Linked DNA regions of Mus musculus: region 2 is linked to region 1. A link is a contact called in public promoter capture Hi-C data. All regions are on one chromosome and are shown on one strand. Each heading gives the region's core, a stretch centred on a gene start, on an enhancer-like site or on the middle of the called end of the contact. The rest is flanking DNA. Distances are from core to core; before and after follow the strand shown. Region 1 holds the start of Repin1 (replication initiator 1). Region 2 overlaps Tmem176b (transmembrane protein 176B).

What was found. Promoter capture Hi-C pulls out the DNA fragments that hold promoters and counts their contacts.
Region 2: a contact with region 1 is called in a promoter capture Hi-C map of liver. The contact joins the enhancer-like site here to the promoter of Repin1 in region 1. A contact is called at or near these places in 12 of 39 promoter capture datasets (3T3-L1-derived adipocytes, the C10 cell line, the HPC-7 cell line and 7 more), 1 of 484 Hi-C or Micro-C datasets (B cells) and 2 of 9 other capture datasets (adipose tissue and liver).

Annotation. Positions count from the first base shown.
Region 1 is chr6:48,592,038-48,598,396 of GRCm38.p6, forward strand. It overlaps Repin1 (replication initiator 1), which reads left to right and starts at 1,846. Exons shown (of 3, transcript NM_001079901.1): 1 at 1,846-2,015; 2 at 2,754-2,939; 3 at 4,256-6,359. The coding sequence starts at 2,795. The coding sequence ends at 5,907.
Region 2 is chr6:48,828,208-48,834,299 of GRCm38.p6, forward strand. It overlaps Tmem176b (transmembrane protein 176B), which reads right to left. Exons shown (of 7, transcript NM_001164207.1): 7 at 5,604-5,932. The coding sequence ends at 5,846. Among named protein-coding and RNA genes, the nearest start is that of Tmem176b, 10 kb to the right of the region's middle. Within about 2 kb of position 1,679, at least 69 of the 459 cell types and tissues checked have an H3K27ac peak or open chromatin away from gene starts, as enhancers often do. A contact at or near this core is called in 3T3-L1-derived adipocytes, the HPC-7 cell line, adipose tissue and 1 more, where this site is marked.

The DNA.
Region 1 (6,359 bases), core at 596-3,095:
ATGCACATCTCCACTCTCTCCAAACACAAACAGGGTTTCATAATATTGACACGTTCTAAAGTTCATGTGGAAAAACAGAGGAGCAGTTCTAGACAAGGAATTTGAAAATCAAAACAAGACAGAATCATCGTAGGGAATACTGAAACCGTGAAGTGTTAAAATCCACCGTCTGCAGTGAAACTATCATCATAAAGAGTAGCGTGGCCTGGGCAAGATCACTCTCCAAACACAAACAGAAAGGTGCACACCAGAAAGAAAAGGATGGGCAGGTTTTAGCACATAAAGCCAAAATTTTATCACTTCAGAAATTAGCGTTGCTAAGTGAGGTGGGCATGCCTGTGATCCCAGCACTTGGCAGACAGGCCACCGGGTTTGGGTATGAGGCCAGTGGGGTCTGCACAGTGAGACCTTGCCTCCCACCCCTACACCCCCAAAGAACAATCTTTTGGGGAAAATATTTTCCACACATATGACAAATGAACATCTTTAAGCATGAAACCCAAACAACCATCCCAACTTCCCAGCCTTGAAAGTGAGCAAATAGAAAGTCAGGCAAAGATAAATTCTCAGTAGTCATAGCATAAACTGGTTTAAAAAAAAAATCACACAAAACAAACAAGTCAGGAAACCAGCAACCCAAGAAGCAAAAATTGAAGCAAACAGTCATTTTAATTAAATTTGGGAAAATAGCCCATGTTGTCAAGGAAATGGAAAAAAATGGTCATTTCTCAGGGATAACTGATGAATCTTGTCTTTGACCATCTGTTTCTACCTCCAAAAGTTTGAACCTGGACATGGGTAATGAGACATTAATCTATAAGGACATAGGAAAAATATGTAATCGATTTGCATATTTATACAGCCATTAAACTATATATATATATATATATATATATATATATATATATATATGTTTTAATATAATATATAAGAGAACAACGAAATGGGAGAAAACTTACAATATCTTAAGTGAAGAGCCAGCATGTACAGTTGCAAGGGATAACCCAGGCTTCCCCAATATAAAATACTATTCAGAACACTCGAGTATGTCAAACACCGAATGTAATTGGCTTTAGGAGGCTAATATATGAGAGGGCTAGATGGCCCTTGGGAGAGATTTTAAAAGTGTTTTTTTTTAAAATAATTGTACAATTCAAAGCTTGTCTCTGTTGAAAGCATGAAAGGACACGAAATTGCACTGGTCTGGAAGTTCCAAGATGGGGTTCTTTTGGAAAGCCAAGGCCACCTGCTAGTGGGTGGTGAGTCATGGCCACAGGCTTGCACCTGCCTCCGCAGACGCCACACTGGCTGCTGTGCGTTTCCAAGGGTAAACGACCCATTTGTGCCAACAGCCACCTGGGCCCGGCCTGCATCTCTAGAGCTTAGGCCACTCCGGATCTTAGTTGTGGGAATAGAGGGCCTTGCAGAATTCACAGTTGCGGGCCATTCATTCTTCATCCAGATGCGCTCTGTTGCCGTGGTGCTGTGTTCCAGCCCTAAGCTAGAGCGGACTGGGCAAAGCCCCAGGCTCGACGCCAGGAGAACCGTTGGTGCCCTGTCTAGTTCTCTCTGGCTCTGAGTTTTGAAAAAGACAGTAAGGGTGGACCAAACACAGTGACCACAGCCTGGCCACAAGGTGGCCCAGGGGCGAGCATCCTTTTCTGGGCAGAGGGTTAGGAAACTGAAGCTCGGGCCGGTGGCCAAACCGGAGCTGGTGGCTGCCATGGCGATGGAGCCGGGGGCCCTCCCTGGCCTTGTGCCGGAGCGGCAGTGCAGCGGGGTGACCTGGCCCGCCCCGCCCCCAGGCCGCGGCCGCCTAGCCGAGACTGACCCTCCGCAGCTCCTGTAGTCACGTGGAGCTGGGAACCCAGCGCGTGGGGGGAGGTTGGGGACGGGCCTGGCAGTTGTGAACTCGAACCTGCCGCTGTCGCCGCTGCGGGGCGGGGAACCGGCCGCAGAGGCCGGCCTGGTGCTCTATGGATGGGCGCTGCGTCCCTGGAGGGCACGCGGGAGAGGTATGGGTCGAGTAAGGGCGCAGGGGCCACCGAGGGCGTGCGAGGGCAGCTCCACCTGTGGGGCGCGTGACCGTGAGTGTGTGCGGCTGTGGGGTTCGCGCGCGCGCGCGGAATATGAAAGGGGGGGGGGAGTGTTGAGGCGCGGGGCGAGCGCACCTGCGCACAGGCTCCGCGGGCTGCGCTGTGCGTGGGACCCGAGATGGCCCACTGGCTGGTCCGAACCGGTCCAGCGAGCCAGCAAATGTGGACGGAGGACACGCATCTATACAAAGGGGGAGTGTGTGGGCCTGCTGCCACCCGGGGCTGCCCTAGATGACCAAGGAAATTCTGGAGAGTCCTGGGCACTCTGGCGCTCCCTGCGTAGACCCTCGGGAGACAGGCCTGGAATTTATGTTGCGCGGAGAGTGGGGGAAGGGGAGGCAATAGGGATTCCAGAGTTACTGCCTAGGCAGCCCTTTGGCCACTGAGAAAGAGCCTTGCAACAGATGGAGGAGGCTATTCTTCTGGGGCCCTACCAGGCTAGGAGGTGGCCTCCAAAGGCAGCACTGTGCTTCCTCAGTAAAGGGTCATGCTCATGCTTTATTTAGTTCAGTGTCCGCTAGGTCATTCGACCAGGCTGGGTATGGAGTTCAAGGCTGAACTCTGTAGCCTTGAATCTGGGAGAGACTGGGTGATGACACAAACCTGCCCTGGCTTAGCGCAGAGCCTCACACTCGTTCTTTTCTCTCCCTTCCCCAGGTAAGGCTGACCTCTCAGCAGTTAGAGGTCTGAGCTCTGCCATGGGGATAGGGATGTCTTTATTGCTACAGTTTTCTCTGTCATCCGGGGGCTACCGAAGTGTGGGCCGAAGCAGCCGAAGTCTCCCCAGGAACATCCCCAGAAGGAGCTGGAAAAAGCCTCACCCCCAGCTCTTCAGTCTTCAGGGTAGAGTTTGGCCTTTCTTGTGCCCTCAAACCAACCCATAACTCCAGCGCTCATGTCTCCTATACTTGCAGGACAGGGATGTACTGGGGAAGGAATCCATTCTCCTATCATGGAGTCTTCCCTGGGTTCAGGCGGGGGTGGGAGTTGGGGGTTGGTGGGGTTGAGTCATGTCTGTAGTCCCCCAAAAGAGAGCAGGCTGTAAAGGAATTCAGGAGGTTTTGCCCGGACAGAGGCCACGAACAGACATGAAAAGGTCCCTGGGAAGTCTTACTGCCACCCCTGAACTGACTCTGTGTAGGAGGCTCTCAGGAATCTGGGTTCCCCTGTGGGGTATAGCTGAAGTGGGGCAGTCCTTGGCCCGGTTTGGGCAGGACCAGGCAAGGGACAGAGATTATGATCTCTTCTTCCCACCCCTTTCTTTACCCCAGTAATCCCTAGCCCCCTTAAGAGATGCTGAGCCAGGGTTCTCCCTCACTCCAGGGGAGGGGCAGCAGACTGTGGGTGTTCCTTGGATTGAGAAGTGCTTGCCTCTCCCCCCTCCCCCCAATGTCCCAGTTGCAATTGCTTGGGTGTGGGTGGAGAAGGGCTGGCAGGCAGACTGTGGGTAGTCTGGACAGGTGGTGGCCTGGTGTTAGTCTGTGCTAGTAGAGGCACCTTGCCCACCTCCCAGGTCTGAAGAAAGGCTGTTTTCACTTGCTCTCCAGGCTTAGAGCTGAGCTGGGGAGGCTGGAAGTACCTTCCTCAAGGTTTTAGTCAGATGGTTTTTGAGGAGATCTCCACACACCTAGGTGTTAATGCGGAGCACACAGTGGCCTGGGTGTTGACAAGATCCTGTCTTGTGTGTCCGCCCCAAACCTCCCCCCATCCCGTCCTGCCCCCCCCCCCCACCTTTGGTTTGCTCATCGTTTACAGTATCACCTCAGGCAAGTCCTACCACTGTTTTATGCCCCACACTTGCTTCATGTGCCAATTAGGGAGCTCTGGTGTGGTAGAAGAAAGTGCTTGCCACAGGGAAAGGCAATAGGGGGGTTGCGATATGTAGGGTACAGTAGGAATATTCAAGAATATTTTCTGTAAGACCTCCTGACACAAGGTAGATACTATGGGAGAATCCCAAGGAATACCAACATGTCTCCCTTCTAGAAGTTTCCAGGGCAATAAAGATACAAAGCTATTCCCTAAGATAGAACCGTGAGGGCAGTTCCTAGAGGGAGGCGTTCTTCTTCCATGGGGTGGGAAGGGAGAAACTGGGAGCACACACTGGCCTGGGGATTGACAACAGTGTTCCTGCGGTGATTGTGCTTTTCCACCCTCAGCAGAGGAAGAACCGATGCTGGAACAGCGCTGCAGGGGCCCCACGGCCATGGGCCCAGCTCAGCCCTGGCTCTTTTCTGGGCCCTCCCAGGAGTCCTCCCAGCCCGACAGAGGGTTGAGGTACCAGGGCAAATCAGCTCAGCCAAGAGGCCAAACCCCAGGCAAGGTCCATCGTTGTGCCCACTGTCGGAAGCGCTTCCCGGGCTGGGTGGCCCTGTGGCTTCATGCTCGGCGGTGCCAGGCCCGGCTGCCTCTGCCCTGCCATGAATGCAACCAGCGCTTTCGCCACGCCCCCTTCTTAGCGCTGCATCTTCAGGTTCATGCTTCTGCAGTCCCCGACCTGGGTTTCATCTGCCACCTATGTGGGCATAGCTTCCGAGGATGGGTAGCCCTGGTTCTGCATCTGCGGGCTCACTCAGCTTCAAAGCGGCCCATCACTTGCCCTGAATGCGACAGACGCTTCTGGCGACAAAAACAGCTTCGAGCTCATCTGCGAAGGTGCCAGCCCCCTGTCCCTGAGGCCCGGCCCTTCATATGCGGCAACTGTGGCCGGAGCTTTGCCCAATGGGACCAACTGGTTGTTCACAAGCGGGTGCACGTGGCTGAGGCCTTGGAGGAGGCAGCAGCCAAAGCCCTGGGTCCTCGCCCACGAGGACGTCCCGCAGCTCCCAGGCCTGGTGGAGACGCTGTGGACCGCCCCTTCCAGTGTGCCTGCTGCGGCAAGCGTTTCCGCCACAAGCCCAATCTGATCGCCCACCGCCGCGTGCACACTGGTGAGCGACCACACCAGTGCCCAGAGTGCGGGAAGCGTTTCACCAACAAGCCCTACCTGACCTCGCACCGGCGCATACATACCGGCGAGAAGCCCTACCCATGCACCGAGTGTGGCCGCCGCTTCCGCCACAAACCCAACCTGTTGTCGCACAGCAAAATCCACAAGCGCTTGGAGGTCTCAGCGCAGGCTGCCCCACACCCCGAGAGTCACCAGATTGCAGCAGAGCCTATGGCACAACCTGCACTTGGGGTGCCCCTGGGGTCCCCGCGGACCCCAGCTGAGGCACCTGCGCTCCTGCATAGCTGCTCCGACTGCGGCCGCAGCTTCCGGCTGGAGCGCTTCCTGCGGCTACACCAGAGGCAGCACACAGGGGAGAGGCCCTTCGCCTGCACAGAGTGTGGCAAGAACTTCGGCAAGAAGACGCACCTGGTGGCGCACTCACGCGTGCACTCCGGCGAACGTCCCTTCGCCTGCGAGGAGTGTGGTCGCCGTTTCTCACAGGGCAGCCACCTGGCAGCCCACCGGCGAGACCATGCACCAGAGAGGCCCTTCGTGTGCCCGGACTGCGGCAAGGCTTTCCGCCACAAGCCCTACCTGGCTGCGCACCGACGCATCCACACAGGCGAGAAACCCTATGTGTGTCCCGACTGTGGCAAAGCTTTCAGTCAGAAGTCCAACCTGGTGTCCCACCGGCGCATCCACACAGGCGAGCGGCCCTACGCCTGCCCCGACTGTGATCGTAGCTTCAGTCAGAAGTCCAATCTTATCACACACCGGAAGAGCCACATCCGGGATGGCGCCTTCTGTTGTGCCATCTGTGGCCAGACCTTTGATGACGAGGACCGACTCTTGATGCACCAGAAGAAGCATGATGCCTGAGAGGGGCCGTAGGCCTAGGAAGACAGGCCTGGATATCCTTGGCAACAGGGTGTCAGTGGTCCGGGTGGGGTACCTACACTGATGCTGCTAGAGGAACAGGTAAAGATCCCAGAGGGATAGAGGAGACAGTGATCTGGGCTCTGTTTAGGAATGGACTTTCCCCTAGGTATCCAGGGAACCCATTTTAGAATTCGGGGGACCTGGCTTTGAGCTAGTTGGCCCCCAGCCCCAGCTGGTTTTTCTAAGGGTCAACTCAGACTGCCCTGTACCCTGGAAAAATAGCAATAGCAGCCCCATCTACCCTTTGAGTCCTCAACTAAACACCAGTGGGAAGAGAACCGTTCCATCCTCTGGTGTTAACGCCTTAATGTCCCCAGTATTTACTATGAGTTGCTTCAGGTCATTTTTTGATTTTTTGTTTTTTCTTTTGGAAGTAGGTGTGGTATAGTCGT
Region 2 (6,092 bases), core at 429-2,928, 240 kb after region 1:
TCTCCCAGTAGCTATCAATTGCTGATAGCTCCTTGGCTAGGGATGGGACTCAGTGTCCCCTCTCTTCTCCATGCTGGAATTTCGTCTGGCCAGAGCCTGTGCAGGTCTTGTGTATGCTGTTTCAACTGCTGTCAATTCATTTGTGCAACTGTCCTGCTGTATCTTGAAAACACTGCTTCCTTATAGATGTCCCCTGCCTATGGCATTTATAATCTTTCTGCCCCTTCTGTGATTATCCCTGAACCATGGGTGGAGGAAGTGTCATATAGATGTCCCATTTGGGGATGGGTACTCCACAGTCTTTTATTCTTGGCACCTTGACCAATCGTGCTCTCTGCATTCATTGCCATCTACCACAATAAGAAGCTTTCCTGATGAGGATTGACGGACACATGCATGTATTTTTAAAATCAAAGTTTCTAGGGACATCAGTAGATAACAAAAGTTTCCCAAGTGCAGAGAAGGAAGAGAAAGAGGAGGTAGGAGGAAAACCGTACGCAGTGGGAAGTGAGGAGTAGAGAGAGATGAATTGAATGGTAAATCACGAAGATGTTCCAAGTGAAAACAAGGGGTTTTAGTGTCTTATTCCAGTTATGGAAGAAATGCAATGGCTTCATCTCTTAGTGACAGCAGAGCTGATGAACATAAGAAGACATAAGAGCAGAGAGCAGTTTATTTTGTGCAGCAAGTAAGGGCAGCCCCAGAAGTAATTCTCAATGCAGTGTTTTTTCCTAACAAACAAAGCAAGATGCTTTGACTGGGGAACTCACAGGTGTTTGGATAGGAAAGCCTCATTTACCATGGGGGTGGGGATGGGGGGTGGGGCACACACTCCATTCTCAGTTCAAGTTTATATGTCACACACTTGACAAATAAGCAAACAAATGGTGTGGTTGCAAACACATCTGGGTGAGTTTCGCATTATGAGTGAGGACTATTCTGGATCACCTCAAAGAAATATGTAAGTGACTCAGAGCTTTGGAATGGTCCTTGGACATTTCTCTGAAAGGCTGCAGGTTCAAGGCAAATCAGAACAGAGCACATTCCTAAAGGCATTTTGAGAGACATTTAAAGGGGCAGCAGACTTTGCCTAGTATAGCAAGTTGCTCTTAAAGTGGTTACCTAGAGACTATCTTCTTACTTCAGAAGGGAATTGTGTTTGTTAAGTTTTTCTAAAGCTTTGTTACTCTTTTGTTTTGTTTTCAGTCTCTTTTTCAGATATGAAAGTCTGTAATCTTCTCTGCAGAGTTGGAGGCAAAGAGTTATATCAGAAATACCCAAAGAGACATGCCATGAAAAGGTAATAAAGATATAGATATAAATGATAGAGATAGAGATGATATAGATATAGATAGAGATAGAGATAGAGATGATAGAGATAGAGATAGAGATGATATAGATAGAGATAGAGAGCTAGAGATAGAGACAGAGATAGAGATGATAGAGATAGAGATAGATGATATAGATATATCTTGCCACAAGGGAGTGACTTCCTGCCTTCAGCTCAGATTTCTCTCCTTTAAATATAGCTTTCCAGGTGGTTAGAAAAACCCAGATAGCAAATGCAGTGGAAAGCAGGGAAATTCCAAGGGACTTCCCAGATTGAGCAATAATAGTACATAGTACATGTGCCCATCACCCACTGCTTATAAACCAAAGCCAAAAATGTCTGTTGGATGAAGGCAAATTGCAGCAGGAACCCACAGAAGAGGCAGGAAATGAACAGAGGTCACACAGGGGTACTGCTTACTGGTTTGCTCCTTATAGCTTGCTCAGTCTGCTATCATATAAAACCAGGGCCACCTGCCCATGGGTAGCACTGACCAGAGTAGGCTTCACCCTCCCACAAAAATCATTAATCAAGAAAATGTCCCATAGATTTGCCTACAGGCCCCTCTGATGGAGGCATTTTCTTAATTGAGCTTCTCTTTTGCCAAATGACCCTGGTTTGTGTCAAGTTAACAAAAACACCAACAAGTACACCCTTTAATAGCCAATTTGTAAAAGCTGGAATCTGATCCTGAGGTTAGAGGACCCAAGAGCAGGTGGAATACACAGAAGGAAAAATGGGGAGGGGAAGAGAGGAGGACAAGGGGGGGGGGGAAGAGGAACCCTTTCCTGTTTATGCCCTGTAGATCTAGAAATGCCATTAAAGCATTATATACAAACAGGCTGGAGACAATTTGAGGACTCCACCAGGGACCCTGAGTCATCTGTGTACACAATTTTACTGCCAAGGCAAAGCTTGCTGAAGAGAGATGGATGCTGGCTTTTCCAACTAAACAAAAGTAGGAGGGGAAGTGACATATCTAGAGAGAAGAAAACCTATCCAAAGAAGTTTCTACGTTATTCACTGGGTGGAGGTGGAGGCCCACAGTAAGATAGGCATAGAGAACATGGGGGAAGAGAAACCAGTTAGGCAGGAAGCCAGCCTCTCCCAAAGTGGGAAAAAGGGTTGCTAAACTCTGAGACAGACCATTTCGTGCAAAAACCACCAAAACAAAAGGCAAACAAACTGATGTTTGTTTTCTAGAATGGAAGAGTCAAGAGCATTTCTCCGATCTCGGCTGTATAAGACTGGGGCAGAAATAGTGAAACAGAAATTGATACCACGGAGCAAAGGAGGGAAATGATGCCTTCTTTGATTTTTGACGTTGATTCAGCTTTGCCTGTTTCTTTGGACGAAGACTATTCCAAAATCTCTTGCTGAATGACAAAAAATTGGCTGGGGAGATGGCTCAGTGGTTAAGAGTGCTTACTGCTTTTTCAGAGGACCGGAGTTTGGCTCCCAACACCTACAAGGTGGGTCACAGCTACCCATAATCCAGCTTCCAGGGAATGCCATGCCCTTTTCTGACCTCTCTCTGCAGGCACCGGCACTCACACATGCATGCCTACACAAAGGAATAATTTTAAAAACAACAGCAGCAGCAGCAGCAACAACAAAACCAAGTGACCCTGTCGCATATGTGAATTCCTCCCATGAGACCATCTATGTGACATCTACAGACTGTTAGTTTGCATGTCCTCTAGCCAAAATCCTCACTGGAATCAACCCCCAACCCTTGCCAGCTACCGAGAGCTGCCATGGCCTTGGCATTCCCCCGAAGAGTTGAGTCTTCTCCCTCCCTGGTGTTGCCAAGAGCCATCCCAGCTACCCATGATGCCCAGGCCTAAGACAATCTTGAGTTACATGTACAGCCTTCCTTTTGGCCTGGAGGCTAGGTCACATGGTATGACACTAAATCGCCACCCCTGAAAGCCTCTAAGTGCATGAAACTCCCTTTGTCCTATGGAACAGAAATGTTTGTCTTTTCCTTCCGGTCCTCTTCATGCAATTATGAGATAATGTTATAAGCCTCCTAATGGCTGGAACTAAAAGGAGTTGGAGGTTATTTTCCTTCCAACTCCCCATCATTCTATATATGGCAGCTATCTCTCCTAATGCCCTTCCACTTGAAGGTCTCACCATGGCTGTCTAAGGCTATAATGCTATGACTCTCCTAATCGAGATCCTTTGAACGGTAATTTGCCTCACCTTCCTTTCTATGAACCTACAGATTTCTTCATATCTTTAACAGATGCTAGCATCAAAATATCCTGGGGTATAAACTCACATTACACCACATCTCCTGCCCCTAACAACTTCATGATTTCAAAGAGCAAGGTGTGGTTTCTACTAAGTTTTTTCTCTCCCTGACTGGAGTTTCTCCCTCCTCTTCCTCAACATGTACAGAGTCACCCCAGGTAGCACATATACAAAACTGAAGACTGGGGCACTCTTATGGGGCTGTCCTGTGGTGCACTAGAGTTGCCTACTGTAAGTGGAAACAGAAATGACAGTGTCTCAAGTGGGAGAGGCAAGGTCCTGCTTCAGAGGAGAGAGGATGCTCAGGTGGATGGGAAACCCAACAGTCCCTTCAGTGTGACAGTGTCATGACAGTTACAAAGAAAATTCCTCTGAATAGGAACATTTCATTCTGGAGGGTAGCTCATTAAGACCAAAAACGCCCTAAAGGAAGGCTTGCTAAGAATAGAAAAATAAACAACTCAAAAGTCTCAGGGAGTTCCAGAAACTTACAAGGCCCCACTCTCCCTAAAACTATATGAGCAGGGAAGATTACAGAGGAGGCTTAGGTCAGCCAAACTGCCTAGAGAAAATTCTCCACTCATCAAACTGCCTGAAAGTTATGTAGATAATTCCATGATCCCAGGTCTTACAAAGTGTCACTTATGTTAGGGTTTTAGATGATGGTGGTGCCTTTGAGCCCTCTATGTTCCTGTAAGTATCCCCTAACACACACTCCTATAAGTAACCTCAGTAAAGTCACTGGGCCATGGAAGTTGGACTTTGGTGGTATTCTTATTTTGGTCTGTTGTTACTTCCCTATCTGTGCTGAGAAGATATACATTTATGTCTCCTCAGGAATAGTACCAGGACAGATAGGCTTGCTGACTGAGACATTATCAGTTCCTTTTTCTAACATACTCCCTTCCTCTTTTTGACTTAATAAAAATATGCCTGGGATTGAGGCACTAACAATTTTCACTTGGGGCTTTTTGGCTCAAAAATGGCTGTCTTTCCCCTGAATCTCCAAACATGGTTGCATTCCGAGCCACTGGGGATTTCACATTCAACATAGATTTTGAGGGGAACATAGTTATCTTAACACATAACACCTATGACCTTCAACTCCACCACAGAGGTTGATGAAACTGTGCCCTCTCTTGGCCTCTGAGGCATCCAGGACTGCCCCTGCTATACTATGGGCTGGAATCTTCACAGGTGGAACTCTGGGCATCTATGAATGAAAACTAAGAAGTACTCCTGCCTAAGTAAGCCATAGTTTCTTGAGATTTAGCTATTGACCAGGCAACAATGCCAGTGCACACTGAGGCAGGGGAATGCTCATCACTTTGCACTGCGCCAACTAGTTAAGCACCAATAGCAATCGGAGCCCCTCCCCCAGTGTCATCTTTATAACTTCCTTGTGTTCCTTACCTCTGACAGAAACTCGACAAACACTTCACACTACTTTCTTGCCTGGCACTTCACACTCTTTGATGTCTCACCTTCTAAACAAATTATATGTCTTTAATTCCATGAGACCCAAACCTACAGGCCTGTCTATAGCAACTGACCCTTGAACATGTAGTGGGATGGGTTCTGGGAGAATCAACTTAAAAGTATGTAAGATCACCTGAAAGAAGGGCTTCTCAGTAAACATGTATATGTGGTGGGAGTGGGAGTAATTTGATTATGTTAATTGGGGGGTAAAGACCCATCCACCACTGGAGCCACCATTCCCTAGGCATGGAATCCTGAACTAAGAGAAGAGAAAGAGAGCCAAGCACTAGTATGTACACATTTACCATTCTCTGCTTCTGATTGTGGGTGTGATATGACCAGCTTCTCCAGGCTCCTGCTGCTTTTGATGCTCCCCCCGCCAACTGATGGACAGGATAATAAGATAAACCCTTTCTCCCACAAGTTGTTTTTGCCAGAGTATTTATCAGGCTCCACCACCACTCTTCTGCCCACATGACAACTCAAGAAATGGCCTTTCCTGGCTCATTGTCTGTCTCAATGCAGAGCCCACACCTTTCTGTGAGAGGGTATTATTTTCAAGTTGTTTCTCCTTTATCGGCATTGGATAAAATGACATAATATCTGTTCGTGGAAGAAAGGACATTGGCGTGAGGACAGTGGGGAGAGAGGGAGAGAAAGAGGGCTGAATAGTGGCTACATCAGAAGTAGGTGTGTGCTGCGGGGCCAGAAGAGGCCCTGGGAACAGTCGCGTCCTCCCTGGATTACTATGGACAGGGACACGTGGGTGTGGGCGGATCACAGGATAGCAGGGATCTTCTCTTTGGCCGGGGACGCAGGTGCTGGATGCCCATCAAGAAGCTTCCTCTCTGACTCTTCTTCATTCTGAAAAGACAAGAGGAGGAAGAGATTCATGAATGGAAGGTGAAGACGCCCGAGGAGGTTTCCGCACTTGAAAGCAGCAGAAGAAGGGACCGACAGGGAATGACAGCAAGGAGGAGCTCTCCGGCAGGAAAGGTGAGGGGCAGAGTAGGAGAAGTGAGGA